Linked DNA regions of Mus musculus: region 2 is linked to region 1. Evidence: chromatin contacts called from public HiChIP or PLAC-seq data. All regions are on one chromosome and are shown on one strand. The core of a region is the stretch at or near the end of the contact, and the rest is flanking DNA. Distances in the headings are between cores, read along the strand shown. Region 1 holds the start of Myo1e (myosin IE). Region 2 overlaps Myo1e (myosin IE).

Evidence for each region. HiChIP or PLAC-seq counts read pairs in DNA pulled down with a chosen protein or histone mark.
Region 2: a contact with region 1 is called in an H3K27ac HiChIP or PLAC-seq map of embryonic stem cells, with 12 read pairs. The contact joins the enhancer-like site here to the promoter of Myo1e in region 1. A contact is called at or near these places in 3 of 39 promoter capture datasets (liver and trophoblast stem cells), 62 of 484 Hi-C or Micro-C datasets (the AML12 cell line, B cells, the BV-2 cell line and 35 more), 19 of 115 datasets of contacts at active chromatin or transcription factors (bone marrow-derived dendritic cells, bone marrow-derived macrophages, effector CD8 T cells and 11 more) and 4 of 9 other capture datasets (adipose tissue, liver, macrophages and 1 more).

Annotation. Positions count from the first base shown.
Region 1 is chr9:70,205,014-70,210,246 of GRCm38.p6, reverse strand. It overlaps Myo1e (myosin IE), which reads right to left and starts at 2,897. Exons shown (of 28, transcript NM_181072.3): 1 at 2,544-2,897. The coding sequence starts at 2,546. The region is part of intron 1 of Gm26849 (a long non-coding RNA gene); the gene reads left to right.
Region 2 is chr9:70,246,642-70,251,514 of GRCm38.p6, reverse strand. The region is part of intron 1 of Myo1e (myosin IE); the gene reads right to left. Among named protein-coding and RNA genes, the nearest start is that of Gm26849, 6.0 kb to the right of the region's middle. Within about 2 kb of position 2,449, at least 77 of the 459 cell types and tissues checked have an H3K27ac peak or open chromatin away from gene starts, as enhancers often do. A contact at or near this core is called in the BV-2 cell line, the C2C12 cell line, the MNK3 cell line and 12 more, where this site is marked.

The sequences.
Region 1 (5,233 bases), core at 1,648-4,147:
ATCTGATCAAGGGGGAAGAGGCATGGCGGCCAATACCAGAGGCAGCCAACACCAGAGGCAGCCATCACGCCGCTGTTCCAGCAAGCAGGAAGCAGGGAGAGACAACTGCTGGAACTCAGCTCCCAGTTTCCTTTGTAGTCAAGCCCAGCCCCAGGAACGGTGCCACCCTGTGGGTCTTGCAGCCTCTACAAATCTAAGCTAGAAACTCTCAGCTATGCCCAAAGGTTTTGTTCTGTGATGATTCTAAATCCTATTAGCTTGCCAATCAAGAGCAACCATCGCACAAGCACACAGAGAGTTCACAGTGCAGGTGTTCTTCCTCCAGCCTGGCCAAGGGCCTGTGCTCTGTGCTAATTCTTGGCCACACCCACCGAGGGTAATGGCCCATCCCTTCCTGTCCTTAAACAGCTGAAGGATTCAACTGGGCAGGCCCAGACAGATGCATAACACAGAAGTTCCATTCAGCGAGAGACTTCTTACAGAAACATTGAGCATTCTCACAGGACTATCTGAGTTGTGGGTACCTGTTCTAAGGTGACTTCACACAGCTGATAAGCCCACTCAAACTTCCAAGTCATGGAAGAAACACATTTCCTTTAACTTTGTCCAAATGACTCTAGATACTAGAGTTCTTTCTGTCCATGGCACATCTATTTAAGGATAGCCAGCTGTTTCAACTTTTCCGGGCAGTAAATTGTGGCCCGGGCAACCATATCTGATGCACAGATAGCCTCCTAGTGGCCCACAACATGCCCATCTGTGCTGTTGGCAGGGAACCCAGGAGGAGGTGACTACACCCTGTCTACCCTGATAAATCAACCAAGAAAGGGACTCTAAGACACACCTCCACATCTGATGGACCAAATAAACTACCCCAACTGCAAGGAGCCAAATTGAGCGTGTTTTCCCACGTCTCTGGAAAGGGCATCACAGGCTAATTTAGGGTCTACGCAGCCAAAAAAAAGTGAGTTTAACAAAGGATTTTTCTCAAGGTAGCACTTAAGCAATTACATACAGTAAAATTCTTTAAGTCCTTGGCCATAAACACATTGATTTTGGGTTTTTTTTAGAAATATTGAACCACGGAAAGTAATTACAGCAATTCTTAGGCACCAGGACTATCACTGTTCAAGTTCAAGCGGTCAGAGGCTGGAGAAACTCCACCCATGAGGCACACCATGAGGGTGGACTGACTTCTGAAACCTCGAAACTGGCGGGGGAAGCTTATTTATAAATGAAGTATTCTCTCTCAGGGGCAAAGGTGACATAATTTTGAACTATGTGGAAAGTAAAAGCTTGGGGCCAGGATGCCCTTTAAAGGTTTCGTTTGTTTTTAAAATCATTCTTTTGAATAAACAGCGCGGGGGGGCAAGGACTGTTTGTGAACTGAATGTGGGTTCTACCCGGGCGTGCGCTGCGGATGCTTGGCGCTGGGGATCTGGGATACAGATTTCTCAAGCCAGCGCTATGCTAGGCATCTTTTTTAGTAAGCTTCACCCTCACCGCCAGTAAACAATGAGAAAGCCAGGAGGACAAGCTCCTCCACCACGAAGCAAGTGTGGAAACTTTGAAGCCTTCTAAAACCTTTTAAAAGTTTTTTTTTTAAGTTTTTAAAGTCCCCCCCCTTTCGGTCCGGGTGGCTGGCAATGTCTCTAAAATTCAATCTTTGTTTTTGTCCTTCAGTAGGAAAGCCACACCACGGCAAAGCCCAGGGGATGTGGCTAAGGTTATTTGGGATTGAGAGAGGAGGGTGGCTGGGCTGGGGACTTAGTCTCAAATGAGTTACAGAGAGGCTGTCCAACCCAGACACTCCCCCAAGTACCAAGTGGGAAAGAACAAAACCAGGAACGATCTCCGAGAGGGTGGCGGTCCTCTCGAGCTGGGGACCGGGTGGGGCCCTCCTCAGGAGGTGTTTACCCTACACAGGGACCCTACAGGCCTGGGCTCCCGGCCAGTTTGGCTGCCGCTGCGCGCTGTCGTCAGAGTCCCTGCAGCCCGGGCCACCGCCAGGTGCTCCGCAGTACCTGGCGCCCCTGCCTGCCTTTGTGCAGCGCTCGGCCCATCACCAGCGCAGGCGGGGCTGCCTAGGTCCTCCCCAATGCCAGGAGAACAACTGCGGGATCAGCCTGCCAGGGAGCTCACGCCAGTGCCTGCCCAGGGGAGAGGACCCGAGGGACACAGGCGTGCCCCTCACCTTCTCTAGAGGAGAAAAAAGTCTCCGGTCCCACGGCTGTGCCGGTGAAAACAGACGTGCCCACTCTCAAGCTTCAGACAGCTGGCAGCCACAACAACATTGGCACCAAAACTTTCGCGGCGCAGAAAGTCACTCCAGAGAGTTTTTCTTGTCCCTCCTCTCTCCCTCTTCCCGTTTAAGACCCGGTTTACAGCAAACAGCAGGAAATCAGCGCTCCAGAAGTGCACACTCCCGCGTCCACCTTCTCCACCCCCTGGCCTGGGCAGCTTGCCCAAGGTAGGTGCCCGCTCCGGGGCTTCCTGCCCCATCCCAGGGTCAGGCGTCCTGGGACGCGGCGCAGCCAACTCACCATGGTGACTCCCGCCGCGGTCGCGCCTCCGCCGGGTCCCGCTGCCTAGGCACTGAGGCTGGAACGCGGTCTCCTGGGCGAACTTCAAAAGTTGGTTCCCTTCGCCAAAAAACAAGCTCCCGACACCCAAGCACTCACAGGAGCCAATGGAAATCCAAGAGGGACTCCATCCAGGCGGGATCCGAAACGCTAGGTGAAGGCAAAACTTAGCAGACCCGGTGCACACTCAGACCTGGCGATCCCCAACTGTCTAGAGATGCACCCTGATGCGCTCTGCGGGATTGCTTGTCCAACTGCTTTGCCTGGACCCGCTTTCTCTTAACACTTAATCCGAACTCTTCTCTGGCTCAGGCTGGGCTCGGGCCGGGCAATCTGTCCATAAATGGAGAATTCAGCACAGGCCTGACCAATCAGAATTTGTTTTCGCAGCGTCACTCCTCAGGGAAGCCGAGGTAGCCAACAAGCGTGAACTACAAGAGTTTACAAAGGCCTCTGGATCCTGTAGTCCTGCGGCCTCGCTACCCCGCAGAGCGCGCCGCTGTCCTAGCCGTCCCCAGGGAGCCACCCCCAAACCGAAGGGATGAAAACACTTGGGGAGGTTAGGAAACCGCGCTCCTGTCGCTTCTCTTTACGGAGAAACTTAGCATCGACTTAGCTCCCACTCACAAGTCGCATGATTTTCCTAGATTCTTTTTTTTAAAGAAATATTTTTAACTGCTTAAAAGATCACAAAGTCGCAGCTCAAAGGAAATCCTTTTTCTTTTCTTCTCTCTCTCTTTCTCTCTTTCTCTCTTTTTTTTTTCTTTCTGGATTGTGAGGGAAGTCGAAAATACTTCCTCCACCCGTCTTTTGTACCTGAATTAATTTCCTTGGGAAGGGAGAGGAAGGGAGGGAGGGAGGGGGGGGAGAGAGAGAGAGAGAGAGAGAGAGGGAGAGAGAGAGAGAGAGAGAGAGAGAGAGAGAGAGAGAGAGAGAGAGAGAGGAGGAAGGAGAAGGAGAAGGAGAAGGAGAAGGAGAAGGAGAAGGAGAAGGAGAAGGAGAAGGAGAAGGAGAAGGAGAAGGAGAAGGAGAAGGAGAAGGAGAAGGAGAAGGAGAAGGAGAAGGAGAAGAAGAAGAAGAAGAAGAAGAAGAAGAAGAAGAAGAAGAAGAAGAAGAAGAAGAAGAAGAAGAAGAAGAAGAAGAAGAAGAAGAAGAAAAGAGAGAGACAGAGACCTTGGTCCTCGCGGTGTCCGGTTTCAGGAAGCCAGGTAGCCTAGGAGAGAGGGGAACGGGGATTCCTAAAACAGTATTAGGGAGTCTGACTCCTGGTGAAAGGGAAGACTGAGGAAGTAAACTCGCAGGGCCTCTGCGGGGCTGCGCTCCCAGGATCTGAGGAAGAAGAGTTCAGGAAGAAAAGAGCACAGAAAATCTTGAGATTCGGTCGTCCCCATTCACGTGAACCTAGGATCCTAGAGTTGCAACGGATAGTAAAAAATCAAATCATCTTGGCTAGGACGAGTTTTGCTCTTTGTTTTAATGTGGTGCATACCTTCAGAGGACTATGGCCAAACCAGGAAAAGGAGCGAATGCTGATACACCCTGCAACAGAGAAGGACCCAGGAAACCTAATTATGTGAAAGAGGTTGAGGTCAAAGTTCAGGAGGAACAATTCCGTGTGTTACAGTGGTGGGTAGGAAATGCTGCAGAGAGTAGTAGATCTTGGTTGGCTGCTCGGGACAGGTGTGGTGTGTAGAGGGACAGCTGATGGAACAAAGGGGCTTTGTCTTGTGGGGAGTGGTCCAAGGATGTCCCCTAGGTACTGATGTTGGTAGTAAAGCTGACTATACCCAAAACCGCTGAATTGTGCGTTTTAGAGTAAGAATCTTCTGAATTACATCAATTTTTTAAAGGAGGGAGAGGCACACACACGCCTCTGAGCATGTGCGCAGATGCAGTTCAGAGGACGACTTGTGGGAACTGGTTCTCCCTCCACCATGTTGGTTCCCGGGTTGAACTCGGGTGGTTAGGTTTGGCAAGTGCCATTATCCACTGAGCCATCTCATACCAATTTGAAAGGAAGTCATGTTTGAATTTTTGTGACTATTCCCCCTGTCCGGGCAGCAAAGAACTGAATTCCTTCCACAGGAGATAGGCCAGACACAAGACGCACAACCGTGACACACCTTGCTGGCTTTATGATCTGGTAGGAAGACAACAAGAAATGGTTGGGGGTGGCTCACCTGGAGCTAGTGAGCCTATTTGCTTTGCCAGTGTGAGGACTAGAGTTAGATCCCTAAAACCAATGTGAAAAATATTAAGGTGTCGTGGGATGTTGGGGAGGCAGAGACAGGCAGGAAAGCTTAGGATTCCCTGTCCAAGCAGCCTAGCCTACTCCATGATTTCCACGTCAATAAGAAACTCTAATCTCAAAAACCAAAACAAAAAAGGCAGAGGCCTGAAGGGGTGGTTCAGTGGTTAAGACCACTGGCGGTTCTTGCAGGGGCTTGGGGTTCGATTTCTTATACCTACGTGCTGTTCACCATCCTTTGTCCATTTGTAATTCTGGAAGCTGAGGCAGGAGGATTGATTGCTTCAGCCCAGAAGGTCTAGCCAGCCTGGGTAAGAGTGAGACCCCATTAAGACAAAAACAAACAAAATATAACCGGAAGTAAAAAAAAGAAAAATGACAGCCAAGCCTTTGACACAGCAGG
Region 2 (4,873 bases), core at 1,200-3,699, 42 kb before region 1:
CAGTCTGAGCAACATGAGAGCGTGTATAAAAGCACAGAATAAAAACCTCAAAAAGGTAAGGATGTGTCTTAACTATTTTAAGCAGTGGTAGAGAGGGCAGTGAGAAAACGGAAGCCTTGGAAAGGAAAGAATATTGAACTCAGGGTCACTCCTGAGACACTTTTACATAGACTGTTGCACTATGGGGTCACTCCTGAGACACTTTTACATAGAGTGTTGTATTTTCACATAGGAAGAAGGTTGTATTATGGGGTCACTCCTGAGAGAGACACTTTTACATAGAATGTTGCACTATGGGGTGACTTCTGAGACACTTTCACATAGTATCTCTGGGGAAATGGGACCTTTTCACATGCCAGGAAAACACCCTTCCCCTAAACCCTCAGTGTTTTTAATACATATAATACATACATACATACACACACACATATACATATACATACACACAGCACACGTGAGAAGGTCAGAGGACATCTTTTCAGGTGGTTTCTCTCCTTCCACTCTGATTTCAAGGCCAATCTCGTTTTGTTTTGTTTTGTTTTGTTTTGTTTTGTTTTTCTGCTGCTGAATTTTGTGGAACTCAAACTTTCTCATGACAAACTACAACCCAGGAGTTACTCATACACATATGGGGGCCATTTGAAATAGATTTTACACTGAGGCATCTGAGGCTCAAGACGTGCGTGCTAGTGCAATTGGTTTGTGGTGATTCTGAGACAACGAATGACAACAGGAGAGAGAGAGAGAGAGAGAGAGAGAGAGAGAGAGAGAGAGAGAGAGAGAGAGAGAGAGAGAGAGAGAGAGAGAGAGAGAGAGAGAGAGAGCAAGATTAAAAGAACAGAGTCTAAAGGAGGGGTGGAGGGAGGACATGGGACCACAGAACGGCAGTTTTTCACCATGGTAAGCATTTAGTGCATTCAGGTTTGTGGCTAATAAAACCCGTCACAGGGCAGCTGTGGCATTCTCTGCTGAGGCCAAGTCACAAGACACTCTGGGCCGACGTTGTGCCAAGGATACTTGACCCTCGTAAAAGTCCTTGACAGCAGAATGGGTGCCATTTTTTCCAAGTGCTTTCGTAAGCTTCCTGACAGTACCCACTACAAAGAGAATAGGCTCTGCTCTCCAGACTGGAGGCCAGGATGCTAATGAACTCATTCCAAGTCTGCCAAAAAGAAAAAAAAATGGGTGGGGCCTCTCTCTCTCTCTCTCTCTCCCTCTCTCTCTCTCTCTCTCTCCCCCCCCTCTCCAAAAGTATTACAAAAAGATGAGGAAGAGGAAAGAAAGGCTAACAATTGTTCTGGAATGGTCACTCCCATGACTGCAAACACTACTTCCCATCTGCCCATCCCTCTTCTGATTGCTTCCTGTCCATACAGACCACACTGTCAGTTATAACAGTCATTTAGTGTGGTGCAGACTGCACGCAGAACTCCCTGATGTCCACAGCATACTTCTCAGAGGATTCATGCGGAGTCCGTCAGGCTGACCTCTTTCCATATTTCTATGAAAACTTTGTGCTTCATAAGGAAGATGTCATCCTGAGCAAGCAACACACCAGACGCTGGAACTGGAAGTGGGAAATAAGCCCGGAGACTTAAAACATTAAAACATGCCGCCTAATTAATGCCCATGAACTTGTCAGTGGCCGAGCCAAATGAGCAGCCTCAGGAATCCTGGAGTATTTCAGAGTGTTGAGCTATATTCTGGATAGGACTGCTCCCCCACGCCCCACAACACACTCCCAGGTGAGAAGAAAGTTCACCTGATGTTTGTGTTTGTTCTAAGAGAAACATTACACACTCCATCTTGTGTCTCCATACACACTGCCATTTAATAGGGGTTAGATACGATATCTGTAAGAGGGCTAGAGGAGGTACTGAGAGCAAGGGGCTTGGGCTCAGTGTGTAGAATGATTACCCAGATTGTGGGTGGCCCTGTTTCCAATGGTGATAAAAACAAAAGGCTCAGGTTGGAGGGATGGCTCAGTGATTAAAAACACTGACTGCTCTTCCAGAGAACTTCCTCTTTGGTTCCCTGCACTCACATGGTGGCTCACAACCATCTATCCAGTCCCAGGGCATCTAATATCTTCTGGCTACTGTGGGCACCAGGCACACACATAGTGCATAGACGCACATTCAGGCAAAACATCCGTATACATTTTAAAAATCTAATTTTAAAAGTATCTAAGAAAGGAAAACAGCAGACCCACGAGTGGGATGCACAGGATGATCACGTAGGGTCTGCACAGGACATACTCAGCCAGGGGACTCCAGGCTGCTACCAGAGGGGCAGTGCTAGCTAGGGCTTAGTACTGACCCACCATAATGTCGGAGGCTGGCTGCAGGTACAGTTCCTGTCTGCCGAAACCCTGTATAGGAGAGGAATCTGGGGCTCAGACTTGGGAAAGCAAGCTGACTCATCAGGAGCCTAGGGAGACTCAGACAGGAAGAGATGCTGATGAGATGTAGAAAGGGTGTGGCCTACAATCACCACTTTTCCTAGCTAGGTCTGTGTGGGGGGATGATTCAGTCTTCATGGCTGACCTTATGACCTTGGGAGGCAGGCACTGTCCTTGGCACTCTTGTGAAACCCTGGATGAGGAAACCCTGGATATGTATCAAGTTCAAGACTAGTCGTCGACACTCCAGACCTTGCCTCAAACAAACAAACAAACACTTTACTTGAAATACAACAAAATACCACATCATTCGTGGATACAAAAGTACAAACTCCTTTTAAAAATACTTAGAGGGTGGAGAGATGGTTCTGGTGTTATGAGTACTTGAGTTCAATTCTCAGTACCCCCACAGTGGCTCACGACAGTCAGCAAATCCAGACCCAGCGCCCTTCACTGGCCTCTGACGGCATTACATTCATATGCATACAGACAGACATGCAGGTAAAAACATCCAAACACAATTTTTAAAAAGAAATATATATATATATCTGGTTTTTCGAGACAGGGTTTCTCTGAGTAGCCCTGGCTGTCCTGGAACTCACTCTGTAGACCAGGCTGGCCTCAAACTCAGAAATCTGCCTACCTCTGCCTCCTAAGTGCTGGGATTAAAGGCGTGCACCACCACGCCCGGCTCAAAATATTTTTTACAAAGTATGTGTAAGAGAGCCTGCATACATACATGCCATGCGTCTTCCTGGTGCAGGGCTAAGACAGAAGAGGACATCTGATCCCCAGGAGCTGCAGTGGTAAACTGTTGCAAGCCACCACTGGGTGCTGGGAAGCAAGCCAGGTCCTCCAAAAGCGCAGCCAATGTTCTTAACCTCAGAGCCATCTCACTAGACCCAAGCCCAAACCTGAGTGCATAGCTGTTTCTGAAGTTCAAATGTCTTGCCCAGCAGCAGTGAGGTGGAAGTTGAGAGGGCAGGGGTGAGGGAGAAGGGCACAAGCTTACCTGGCTGTTTTGAAAACGTCAGTCTGCCTATGGGGAAGCAAAATCCAACTATATCATGACCTAGGTTTTGTTGTTTTCAAGAAGCACTGGTTGTTCTGTCTTTGATCTCTCCCTCTCTCCCTCCCTCCCTCCCTCTCTCCCTCCCTCCCTCTCTCCCTTCCTCCCTCCCTCCCTCCCTCCCTCCCTCCCTCTCTCTCTCTCTCTCTTTCTTTCTTTTTAAAATTTTATTTACATTGTTTTTCTGCCTCCATGTGTAGGGGTATCATATCTCCTGAAACTGGAACTATTATAGACAATTGCAAGCTGCCATGTGGCTGCTGGGACTTGAACCTGGGTCCTCTGGAAGAGCAGTCAGTGCTCTTAACCACTGGACCAGCCTGATTCTTTTCTTTCTTAATGATGCCTTTAAATCTGTGCTTTCACATTTTATGTCTTTTTAATGTCACATCAGGAGAAACTATTTCTGGGCTGCTGAGATACAGCTCAAATGGATCTGATGTCCTCCTCTGACAGAGGGCACTGGCCACTATGACTGACCACCTAGGTTTGATTCCCCAGGTATCACTTAGTGGAAGGAAAGAACTGACTCCCAAAAGTTGTCCTCTGATCCTTATGCATGGTGACACATATGTACATATGTGCGTGTGCTCTCTCTCTCTCTCTCTCTCTCTCTCTCTCTCTCTCTCTCACACACACACACACACACACACACACACCTGACATAATTTTAAAACCTTATTTCTGGTTGTCTAAGTCAACCTTTATATGTAGTAAACAGAACATCTATTAGCCCATTGCTCTCAAGGTTATCCGTAAATAAATGTGTTTTTTAAAAATCAGGGGAAATAGAATTAGAATAGGAATTGTTTTTAAGAGAAAAGAATTAAAAATTTCTAAAACAAAAACAAATCAACGGAGTTTTAGTTTTGACAAAAAAGGGGATTTCTTAACATCATCATCATCATCATAAAAAGATACAGTTTGGGGATTGGATCGTTGGCCCTGTGGTTAAGAGCACTTGATGCTCCTGCAGAGGAGTGGGGTTCGGTTCCCACAGTCACATGGTGGCTCACAGCCATCTGCAACTGCAGTTCCAGGAGACCCAACTCCCTCTCTTACCCCCAGTCACCAGGTACATATACAGTACACTTACATACCTGCAGACAAAATACCCATATACATAAAATTTGTAAAACTAACAAAAACAAAACCACAAAAAAACTTTAACATAAAAATTAGTAGGCACAAAATGAAAAATGGTGTGAGCACCCATCTAAGGGTGCGGTGCAGACTGGGCTGCCAACGTGGGTGGGAGAGGACCTGGTAGTCATGGAGGCATGGATAAGCAGCTTAGGTGAGGGGTGCAGCTGGAGGGGCGGGGCCTGAGCCCAGGACTGCAAATTCCCTTCTGTGACCTAAGGGGACTTCTGCAGGCCCAGAAACCCCAGTGGCTGCCTGCA